Regions from separate parts of the Xenopus tropicalis genome. Here region 1 is linked to region 2. Evidence: chromatin contacts called from public Hi-C data. All regions are on one chromosome and are shown on one strand. The core of a region is the stretch at or near the end of the contact, and the rest is flanking DNA. Distances in the headings are between cores, read along the strand shown. Region 1 has its middle 110 kb from the start of trib1. Region 2 overlaps nsmce2 (E3 SUMO-protein ligase NSE2).

Region 1 (5,720 bases), core at 883-3,382, 270 kb before region 2:
ATGCCAGTGCAGATTCGGAATTTTTTTGACACCCACACAAATGAAAATTTAGCCTTGAATCCATAGTAGGCAAAAGCATTCCCTCATCCCTACTAACAAAGGCTCCAGCTCTGTTTATACAGAGAGCTTCTTAGCTGGTTTGTTTTGATTGTACCAGAAGTACAATGAGACTTTTCTTTCAATTTCAGATTTTGTTTATTGTGAGAAATGACAAAAAACAGGAGGCATAGTGCTCTCTGATGGTCAGGGGCCCGTTTTTGTTAGTAGCAGCACTGGCTACTAACAAACTAACTACTACTATACTAACTGACTCATGACCTGGGCATTGCTGAGAAATGAAAGGTTTTGCACTTAGGTTTTCAAAATATTCAGGTTACATATACTGTTAATAGGAATAAGTTCAGCAAATCCTTGATGGAGTAGGGCCGGGGGGTACTGTGGGCAACCTAACTGCAGCCAGCAGTGCCAGTCAGCAGAAGCAAGGGCCATCAAAGTATTCTGTATTAAAAGGGTAATAGAAATACATGATGAGCGGAGAGGGTAATTGTTCCCCAATACCGGCATCAATAATGCTTAGAAAGGGAAATTATGGATCACAAGGGCATCCCTTGTAATGAGGAGCAAAGAGGTTCTATCTGAAGGTTGGGTGCCTTTTTAACGGGTTACTGAAATTTACTCTTGGTATAAATGGATTCAGGGACTGATTTGATTACCCAGTTATCTATTTGAGCCAGGGAGGACCTGTCTAACATAGGACTTTTCACTTTTGGATCAGCTAGATGCAAGGCACGTTTCACTTGGGCAAATGGTTATCCTGATAGGCAAGTATTTGTGACAAACTGATACAAGGCCTCTAATCCTCACCCTAGCAGAGGGCATCGGTCAAAGTATCATTTTATGGCATTAGATACTTTATGGCAGTGATCCCCAACCATTGGCTCAGGGGCAACATGTTGCTCATGAACCCCTTAGATGTTGTTGCCTGTGGCCTCAAAGCAGATGCAGGCAAGTTATAGTTGCATAAAAAAACAAAACAGAAAGTCTGTAGGCTGCCAGTCCACATAGGGGCTACCAAAAAACTATCACAGCCCTTATTTGGTACATTTATATTAATTCTTGTGTTGCTGCTCAACTCTTTTTACATTTGAATGTGGCTCGCAGGTTAAAAAAGCTTGGGGACCCCTGCCCTTGGAGCTTCTAGTAAAGCTCTTTATAGCTCCCGAAGACAGGTATGTAGCAATAGGCAAGTGAAGCAAACGTGTATGTGTCGATGCATGTATTACATCACCTGTGCATTATGCATTATGACAGATGACAAACGGTGGAATTTCCCCCTCCGATGCTTTTGCCCCCGTTCTCTGCTTGCGAAGATGATGTCTGCGATAAACAAGCAGAACCTTTTCCTGTTTCACCTCTTTGTAAGTCGCACATCCTCGCTAATCGAGTAGATCTTACCTTCTTCCCACCCGAGGAAGGATGTGAGCAGAGCGCAGGAAGCAGTCGTTACAACAAACCTCCCCGCTGCTCTACAACAGAGGCACAACAGTAGCCACAACAGAATATCATTAGCCAGGGATCCCTACGCCCGAGTGATGTGATTCATTTGGGCCAACGTCGCACCTTCTTTGTAATCGTTCTGAGAAAATCAATCCTGTAGAAATATAAAAAAGAAAAGGCGGTTTCCTTGGGCTGAATGGCCCAACACATAATTAATAAGAAATGCTCAGAGCTCTGTGTAATTTAATGGAGTGGCTCACTTTGTGATGAAATGTGCAATTGCAAAAACAAAACAGCATTGGCATTATTTCCCTTGAAATTGATGGAACGGCTTTTAACAAGGTGGTTGGCAGCACCGAGTAATCTGGTATTTGGCAAGGCGGCCAATGTTTGGATATATTGTGCAACGCCGGGGCCTACCTCCCAATACCTCCCAATACAATGCGCCCTGTGCTGGTTATGGATCGGGCCCGGTATTAACGTGGTTAAAGCCCTGGGCTTATCCAAACATAGACATTCATAGTGGCACAGAAAATAGCAATGACACAAACATAAAAGCTGTGCTTGGGCAGCGCCCCAAAGAAAGTAATCCAGGCTCCGCCCCCGACAGCCTCCTCTGTGTTCTTGGCTCGGTGGCTTGCGTGGCTTCCTGTATTACTCAGTGTCCTCACATTCCCTAGCCTTTACACGTGTAATTCATTATTGCGAAAGAGAAAAAAAAGAGCCGGAGGCTTTTCCAACTGCGTCTCTCTCCCAAGCAGCAACTGTCTTATAAGGGTTTCGGGCTCCGGTTCAGACATTCTGTTGGAGCGCCGCTTTGCCAAAAAGAGCATCTCCTGTGGAATTTTTTGCAACCGTAAAAAAGAAAAAGAAAGGGTTTTTATTTCGCTGAAGGGAAAAGCCAAAATGGAAGAGTCTCTCTGTATTTGCCGGATTAGCTGTGGTACAGTGTGCGTGGGAGGGGCGTATAATGCGGGAAATGGGTTGGTTCCGCAGGGGTGGGGCATGCAAAGTGCATTTCGGTGAAAGCAGGCATTAGGGGTGTAACTACAGGGGGTGCAGGGATGGGGGCTACACAGGGGGCTTTAAGGCACTTACTTGCCTGAATAGAGAAGAGAAGAAGTGCAGACCCCTCTCACTTTAAAGAGCAGCTTATTTGTCCCTATCAACCAACTGTAACCATCAGAAAGGCCTGAAAGTGCCAATATGGGGTATGTGGGGCGCAACTGACTTAGGCCTGAAAGCGCCAATATGGGGTATGTGGGGCGCAACTGACTTAGGCCTGAAAGCGCCAATATGGGGTATGTGGGGCGCAACTGACTTAGGCCTGAAAGCGCCAATATGGGGTATGTGGGGCGCAACTGACTTAGGCCTGAAAGTGCCAATATGGGGTATGTGGGGCGCAACTGACTTAGGCCTGAAAGCGCCAATATGGGGTATGTGGGGCGCAACTGACTTAGGCCTGAAAGCCCTAATATGGGGTATGTGGGGCGCAACTGACTTAGGCCTGAAAGCCCTAATATGGGGTATGTGGGGCGCAACTGACTTAGGCCTGAAAGCGCCAATATGGGGTATGTGGGGCGCAACTGACTTAGGCCTGAAAGCGCCAATATGGGGTATGTGGGGCGCAACTGACTTAGGCCTGAAAGCGCCAATATGGGGTATGTGGGGCGCAACTGACTTAGGCCTGAAAGCCCTAATATGGGGTATGTGGGGCGCAACTGACTTAGGCCTGAAAGCGCCAATATGGGGTATGTGGGGCGCAACTGACTTAGGCCTGAAAGCCCTAATATGGGGTATGTGGGGCGCAACTGACTTAGGCCTGAAAGCGCCAATATGGGGTATGTGGGGCGCAACTGACTTAAGCCTGAAAGCGCCAATATGGGGTATGTGGGGCGCAACTGAAAAACATTGGACCCTGTTCTGCCAAATATCCTTCCTTATGATCTAAAATTCATGCAGAGGGAATCGGTTCCTGAGTATTTTATAAGATGACTAATATTCCACCCGCTATTTCATAGAAAGCGGTTTTTCCACAAAAAAGCCAAATTCTTTATATATAATATTCTGTTGATTTTCTGCAGAACATGACGTTGCTCTTGGTGACTTCCTGTTCCCAAATGTCGCTCGGAGCGGGTCGTGGCTCCGACAGATCCCAACGTGACCAGAACAGGAGAACCAACAGCCAGTGATTTCATGCATTTCCTATGAAAAACACATTTATAAATATAACAAAATGCTCTTTCACATGGGAGCAGGATGCACGGTACTTTATGATAATATAATGTAATAATATGCCCATAGCCCTGAGAAGTGCGGAGAGAACTCACCCAACAGGATCTGTATGTGGGAGCCAACTAAGGTTTCATTAGACTGACCATATGGCCAGTACGTAAATATTCTATTATCTCACAGCGGTTGTTCTTATTGGACGAAGGCAGATGAAACAAACTGGCACAAACTGCAATGAAAGGGTTAGTATTGTAAAAATGTATAGTATCTGTTTCTGCCTTAAAACAATGTACATGATTTATATAATGAACAACGTACCCCCTATTGTAAAATATAAGGATATATATCCATGACCATATAACAGTACAAGGCCACAGGTGCTAGAACTCCTGGGTGACTTCTAATATCCTCATATTTTTAACGGGGGGTACTTTATTTATTATAATATACAAGTTTCAGTAAGTCATGTGACAGAAATGAAATCACTAAGCGCCATTATAACCACATTAATGTAAGGCTTTACCAAATTCTTTATTCCCACCATTATATTGCAGCAGTCCCACCATTATATTGCAGCAGTCCCACCATTATATTGCAGCAGACCCACCATTATATTGCAGCAGTCCCACCATTATATTGCAGCAGTCCCACCATTATATTGCAGCAGTCCCACCATTATATTGCAGCAGACCCACCATTATATTGCAGCAGTCCCACCATTATATTGCAGCAGTCCCACCATTATATTGCAGCAGTCCCACCATTATATTGCAGCAGACCCACCATTATATTGCAGCAGTCCCACCATTATATTGCAGCAGTCCCACCATTATATTGCAGCAGTCCCACCATTATATTGCAGCAGACCCACCATTATATTGCAGCAGTCCCACCATTATATTGCAGCAGTCCCACCATTATATTGCAGCAGACCCACCATTATATTGCAGCAGTCCCACCATTATATTGCAGTAGTCCCACCATTATATTGCAGTAGACCCACCATTATATTGCAGCAGTCCCACCATTATATTGCAGCAGACCCACCATTATATTGCAGCAGTCCCACCATTATATTGCAGCAGTCCCACCATTATATTGCAGTAGTCCCACCATTATATTGCAGTAGTCCCACCATTATATTGCAGCAGTCCCACCATTATATTGCAGCAGACCCACCATTATATTGCAGCAGTCCCACCATTATATTGCAGCAGTCCCACCATTATATTGCAGCAGACCCACCATTATATTGCAGCAGACCCACCATTTTATTGCAGCAGTCCCACCATTATATTGCAGCAGACCCACCATTATATTGCAGCAGTCCCACCATTATATTGCAGCAGACCCACCATTATATTGCAGCAGTCCCACCATTATATTGCAGTAGACCCACCATTATATTGCAGCAGTCCCACCATTATATTGCAGCAGTCCCACCATTATATTGCAGCAGACCCACCATTATATTGCAGCAGTCCCACCATTATATTGCAGCAGTCCCACCATTATATTGCAGCAGTCCCACCATTATATTGCAGTAGACCCACCATTAAAAGTATCATATAATAAGTTGTAAAAAAAAGTGGTCTGTGCAAAGGTCAGTCTCCTCAAGCAAAGACAGGTCTGTTATACATCTGGCATACCGTATATTATATTGTTTCAAAAGTCACAGCCACCCAGAAACACTGATTGTAGACCTCTGAAACCTTTGCAAACCATGGAATTGTAATAAAAGGTGGAACGTTTGCCCAGGTCTTGTAACCCATAGCAACCAGGTGTTTGTTTTGCAGACAGCTGACCAGTAAATGCTATAACTACTTGCTGTATGTTACTAGACCAATAGCAATAGTATAAACTAAAAAATAATAGGTGTAAAACACAACAAAGGAATTGCAGGACTTTTGGGATTTATATCTTCACAACAGGGACGCCACTAAGCTCCAGTGGGGCAGGGACTGATCTCTGGTGTAACTTGTCAGTGCTAT
Region 2 (5,088 bases), core at 168-2,667:
AAGTTTAACTTTTACTATGCTATAGAGTGGCCAATTCTACTCAACTTTTCAGTTGGTCTTCATTATTTATTTTTTATAGTTTCTGAATTAGTTGCCTTCTTTTTCTGACTCTTTCCAGCTTTCAAATGGGGGGGGGGGGGGGGGCACTGAACCTGGCAGCCAAAACACTATTGCTCTGTGAGGCTACAGTTTTATTGTTATTGTTACATTTTATAGTTCGTTTTTCTATTCAGGTCCTCCACTATTCATATACTAGTCTCTCACTCAAACCACTCCCTGGTTGCTAAGGCAATTTGGACCACAGCAACCAGCTGCTGAAACTTTAAACTGGAGAGCTGCTGCACAAAAAGTTAAATGACTATATGGAGCTGGTACATGTCTTCTATAATAACCGCAATGGAATTTAGACCCAACCGCCACCGCCACGTTGGACCCTATTACTTACGTATCCCTGCACTCATCTGGCCCCGGTGCCACAGGGGATGCTTGGGTAATTGTATCCAACATGGCAGAAAGGGGCAGAATTTTTATGAAAAATGCACACAGGCCTGGGCCACAAGGTTAGTGATTTGACTTTGGGGGACAACATACAGGCCCCCCCCCCCCCCAAACTGTATGGGCACTCGGTGCTTGTGAGTCTGCACCCAGGATGGCACAGTGCCTGTGAGTGCAGACAATGGCATTGCTTTATGCTTTCTGAATAATGGGTTTCTGCATAACAGATCCCATTCCCATAATCTGAAAAGGGATGTTGCCAATTACTGTTAGTTGTTTTACCCATGAAGAACAACCTAGTAATGTGCACTTGGTCTTTGCAGAGGGTTTCAGGACCAGGCAGACGAGACCCAGGGAGGAAGAGGACTAAGGAACATTCACGTTGGGAAAAGCTTGATGTATAAGGGGTATTCCCAAAAACTCAAAGCCCAGCCCAGTCCAGCAGGTGCTCTAGATTGAAAACTGCTGCCTCCTCTGCACTTTCCTTCACTCTATTCTAGATCAGGGAGGACGTGGGGGAAAGACCTGGTGCAACCTGCACTGAAATCCAGCAAATTCATGGCACTGGAGCACCCTTTATTTCAACAAGTCCCAGGTACCAGGACGACAGATATCCAACTGCAACCCCCAGCATCCAAAGGCCGCCGAGAAGAATGCTGGGAGGGACAAAGGCTGCCCATCCCCAATGTATACACAGAAGATATGTAACAACTAATACAAAATATAACATGCCCACTGTAATTGTATCTATCATGTTTAACTCCAGTGGGGCCCCTTTGATGCTGGGGCCACAGGGCAAATTCCTCTATGCCTCACCCTACAAGCAGCCTTGTGAGATGCTCAGGAAAGTTAATTAAGGACATGTGTTGCCATGAAGGCAGTGTGATTTGGAGCTGAGAGCATTGGCTAATAATGTGAGTCAGCCTCGTACAAAGGAGACTGTTTGCATTGGGATGTGAGGAAGTCCTCTGGCTCTGAGAGAATGTTCTGTACCAAGCGAGACGCCAGCAGCTCCCTGTCATATGATTGATCTAACACTGCCTCGGTGCATTGTGGGCACTGGTGGGAGCTCTGGGCACTTTGCATTGCAAGTAATTGCCCATTCCCAACAATTTCTAGCGACATGGCTACAATAGCAAGCTCCCTCTATATACCACCTTGAATAAAAAGCAACAATAACAATGAAATTGTAACCTTACAGAGCAACAGTTTTATGGCTGCTGGGGTCGGTGACATCCATTGGAAAGGTAAATAATTAAATAGTGAAGACTAATTGCAAGGTTGCTAGGAATGGCACATTCTATAACATACTAAAAGTTAACCCCTTTAAAGGAATTGGGCTAAATTTGCACCTTTCATAACGATACCCTAAATGAGCAGTTTATTGGGCAAAGTATGGGGCCAAAATGAAAGTCTCCAGACATCCAACCGGCTGAATAGACATTTCACTGAGGCCTGTGGATGGATTTGTCAAATCGGACAAAGATCAACTAATAATGCACTTACTTAGTATAATAGGGCACACAGTGTCACATACTTTGGTGCACAAGAACCCTGCCCTGAGCAGGAGGCATTTCCAGGGCTCCCTTTGCCCAACATAGAGACAGGTTAAGGCACTAACAGAGGAAAAATACCCTGGAAGAACTAGGAAACCCAAAATGAGTGCCTCCAAAAACCAAATTAGTAAGGTAATTTTGGCCATTTTAGTACTCACATGTGCAACTAAACACTTTTGGCCATCTATCAACAGTAGGCAAATTTGCCCATGGGCAGTAACCTATGGCAACCAATCAGTGTTGCAATTATTGTTCTACCTGCAGCTGGCTGAAAAAAGCCAATCACTGATTTGTTGCTAAGGGGTTACTGCCCGTGGGCAAATTTGCCCAGTGTTGATAAATGAGCCCCACTGTGTTTCCCACTTTGTCTCTCTAGCGCCACGTGCTGTTCCCGGACCTGATGAACCGATCTCAGCCGGTAAGGGAGATATCATTTATCTAAGGAAAAACCACAAAGCTGTGCTGGTTACAGAAGCAATTCTAACAATCTGTAAGGGGAGTAGCTGCCTCACTAACAGCGATCTGCGGTGTTGGCACATTCTTGCTACGCTCACAAATTTCTCTAATGCTTTCCTCCTAAATGTCTGAGCTCTGACAAAACTATGCGCTGATTTACTGTGACAGCGGCTGAGGATTTGATTGTAATCTTCTGGATTAAACAATGCTGCCACCTAGTGGAAATAGCCAAAAACTGCCCATACTGACTAACTGTCACCTATTAGTTGAAGAGCAGGCACTCAATGAGCAAATCTTCAGGCAAAACTTTTCATTAGAAATAATTTTATTGGATTACCATAATTGCCTTACACGTTTAATGTTCACAGCCACTTAATCATAGGCAAAGGTGTAATAGCACTTATAGGGTATTTAAAGGTGGCTCCCACCAATCATAAGGTACAAATTAATTGTCTCACCAATCATAAAAGAGCTCAAATTAAGGCACAGCCATTCCACCATAATGGTGCCCTCTTAACTCTCGCTCATTCAAAATACAGAAAACTTTATAAGTATAAAACATTAAAAACAATCATGTGATCAACTCAATGAAAGAGATGAAAATGATGCAGTTAAACTGTCTACAGACAATTGCAATTGAAAGATAATTTGTTATTATGAGAAATGGTTGTCAAAAGTAAAATAAAACCAAGTGGATATCTGTTAAGATTCATTTGGTTTCATGGAACATTAAGTCACCTCCTCTCCTACACATAGTAACCCTCTCAATGCCCTGAGCCATGAAAAAATGTAAATCAGAAGAAGAACTTTCTAGAAGTATTAATTGAGAATATGGGGTAGTTGGATTACTTGTAGGTATCAGACATATGTGCCAATTAGCCTATAGCTTAATATGGGGACTAATTCTGGAACTAAGCATTTATAGGGTTAAGTCAGCTGGGAGGCTGCTAGCAGTACGAGCTAATCCTTACTGCCGGTACTCGGCTCCCCATACTTTTAATTGCACAATTGTTGCAAAATCTTTGTACAGCTGCAACTTTCATAGAGAGCAAATTCTCTCCTTCTATACACAGAGGTATCGAACCTGTTACCAGAATGATCAGGACCAGGGCTTTCTGGATAAGGGATCTTTCCATAATTTGGATTTATATACCTTAAATCCAATGGGATTGTTTTGATTTCATTAAGGATGAATTATATCTTAGTTGGGATCAAGTACAGGTACTGTTTTATTATTACAGAGAAAAGGGAATCATTTAACCATTAAATAAACCCAATAGGGCTGTTCTGCCCCCAATAAGGGGTAATTATATCTTAGTTGGGATCAAGTACAGGTACTGTTTTATTATTACAGAGAAAAGGGAATCATTTAACCATTAAATAAACCCAATAGGGCTGTTCTGCCCACAATAAGGGGTAATTATATCTTAGTTGGGATCAAGTACAGGTACTGTTTTATTGTTACAAAGAAAAGGGAATCATTTAACCATTAAATAAACCCAATAGGGCTGTTCTGCCCACAATAAGGGGTAATTATATCTTAGTTAGGATCAAGTACAGGTACTGTTTTATTATTACAGAGAAAAGGGAATCATTTAACCATTAAATAAACCCAATAGGGCTGTTCTGCCCCCAATAAGGGGTAATTATATCTTAGTTGGGATCAAGTACAGCTACTGTTTTATTATTACAGAGAAAAGGGAATCATTTAACCATTAAATAAACCCAATAGGGCTGTTCTGCCCCCAATAAGGGGTAATTATATCTTAGTTGGGATCAAGTACAGGTACTGTTTTATTATTACAGAGAAAAGGGAATCATTTAACCATTAAATAAACCCAATAGGGCTGTTCTGCCCCCAATAAGGGGTAATTATATCTTAGTTGGGATCAAGTACAGGTACTGTTTTATTATTACAGAGAAAAGGGAATCATTTAACCATTAAATAAACCCAATAGGGTTTAATTTTTACACAGAAAAAGGAAATCATTTTTAAAAATGTGACTTATTTAAATGGAATCTATGGGGGATGGCCTTCCCATAATTGAGACCTTCCTACATATAAATGACCTGAATATGGAAATTCTTTATATCTAATTTAACTTGACAACTCTCTATTTGGAAACCTAATGAGAAGTTTTGAGGAGAAGGAACTTAAGAGAGAACTTACATCCAGTCTCGAGCAGGTCGAGGGCCACACTAGCCGTGATATCCATTCCTGTGCTCAGGTACCCCTGACAGCTTTTCAGAGATGACAGGGAGTTATCCACAGAGCTGAAAGAAATCATAGGCGCTGACCGGCCAGACATTTTGAAAATTTTCTACAAAAAAAAAAAAAGAAGGCACAATAAATTCCTCAAAATAATTTATCATATTTACCTGCTTGATTACAAACTCCTTACAGGTAGTGCCCTGGCTGGAATCGAGCCTAGAACCCCAGTGCTGGAAGGCAATAATCCAGAAGACTGTGGCTCACGTTTATATAATTTTGGTAGAAATAATATAAACACGGGTTATTTACTAAATGGTAGTGTGTTGGGGGGATCCTTAATTAAAAGAGGCCCCTTTAGATTAGAGGAAC

The links. A called contact is a pair of places that touch in the nucleus more often than the background predicts.
Region 1: a contact with region 2 is called in a Hi-C map of liver, with 9 times the contacts expected there. The contact joins two enhancer-like sites. A contact is called at or near these places in 5 of 5 Hi-C or Micro-C datasets (brain, gastrula embryo, liver and 2 more).

Annotation. Positions count from the first base shown.
Region 1 is chr6:140,680,858-140,686,577 of UCB_Xtro_10.0, reverse strand. No RefSeq gene overlaps it. Among named protein-coding and RNA genes, the nearest start is that of trib1, 110 kb to the right of the region's middle. Within about 2 kb of position 2,132, at least 4 of the 11 cell types and tissues checked have an H3K27ac peak or open chromatin away from gene starts, as enhancers often do. A contact at or near this core is called in liver, where this site is marked.
Region 2 is chr6:140,414,805-140,419,892 of UCB_Xtro_10.0, reverse strand. It overlaps nsmce2 (E3 SUMO-protein ligase NSE2), which reads right to left. Exons shown (of 7, transcript XM_031903509.1): 2 at 4,678-4,828. The coding sequence starts at 4,816. Among named protein-coding and RNA genes, the nearest start is that of nsmce2, 4.6 kb to the right of the region's middle. Within about 2 kb of position 1,417, at least 4 of the 11 cell types and tissues checked have an H3K27ac peak or open chromatin away from gene starts, as enhancers often do. A contact at or near this core is called in liver, where this site is marked.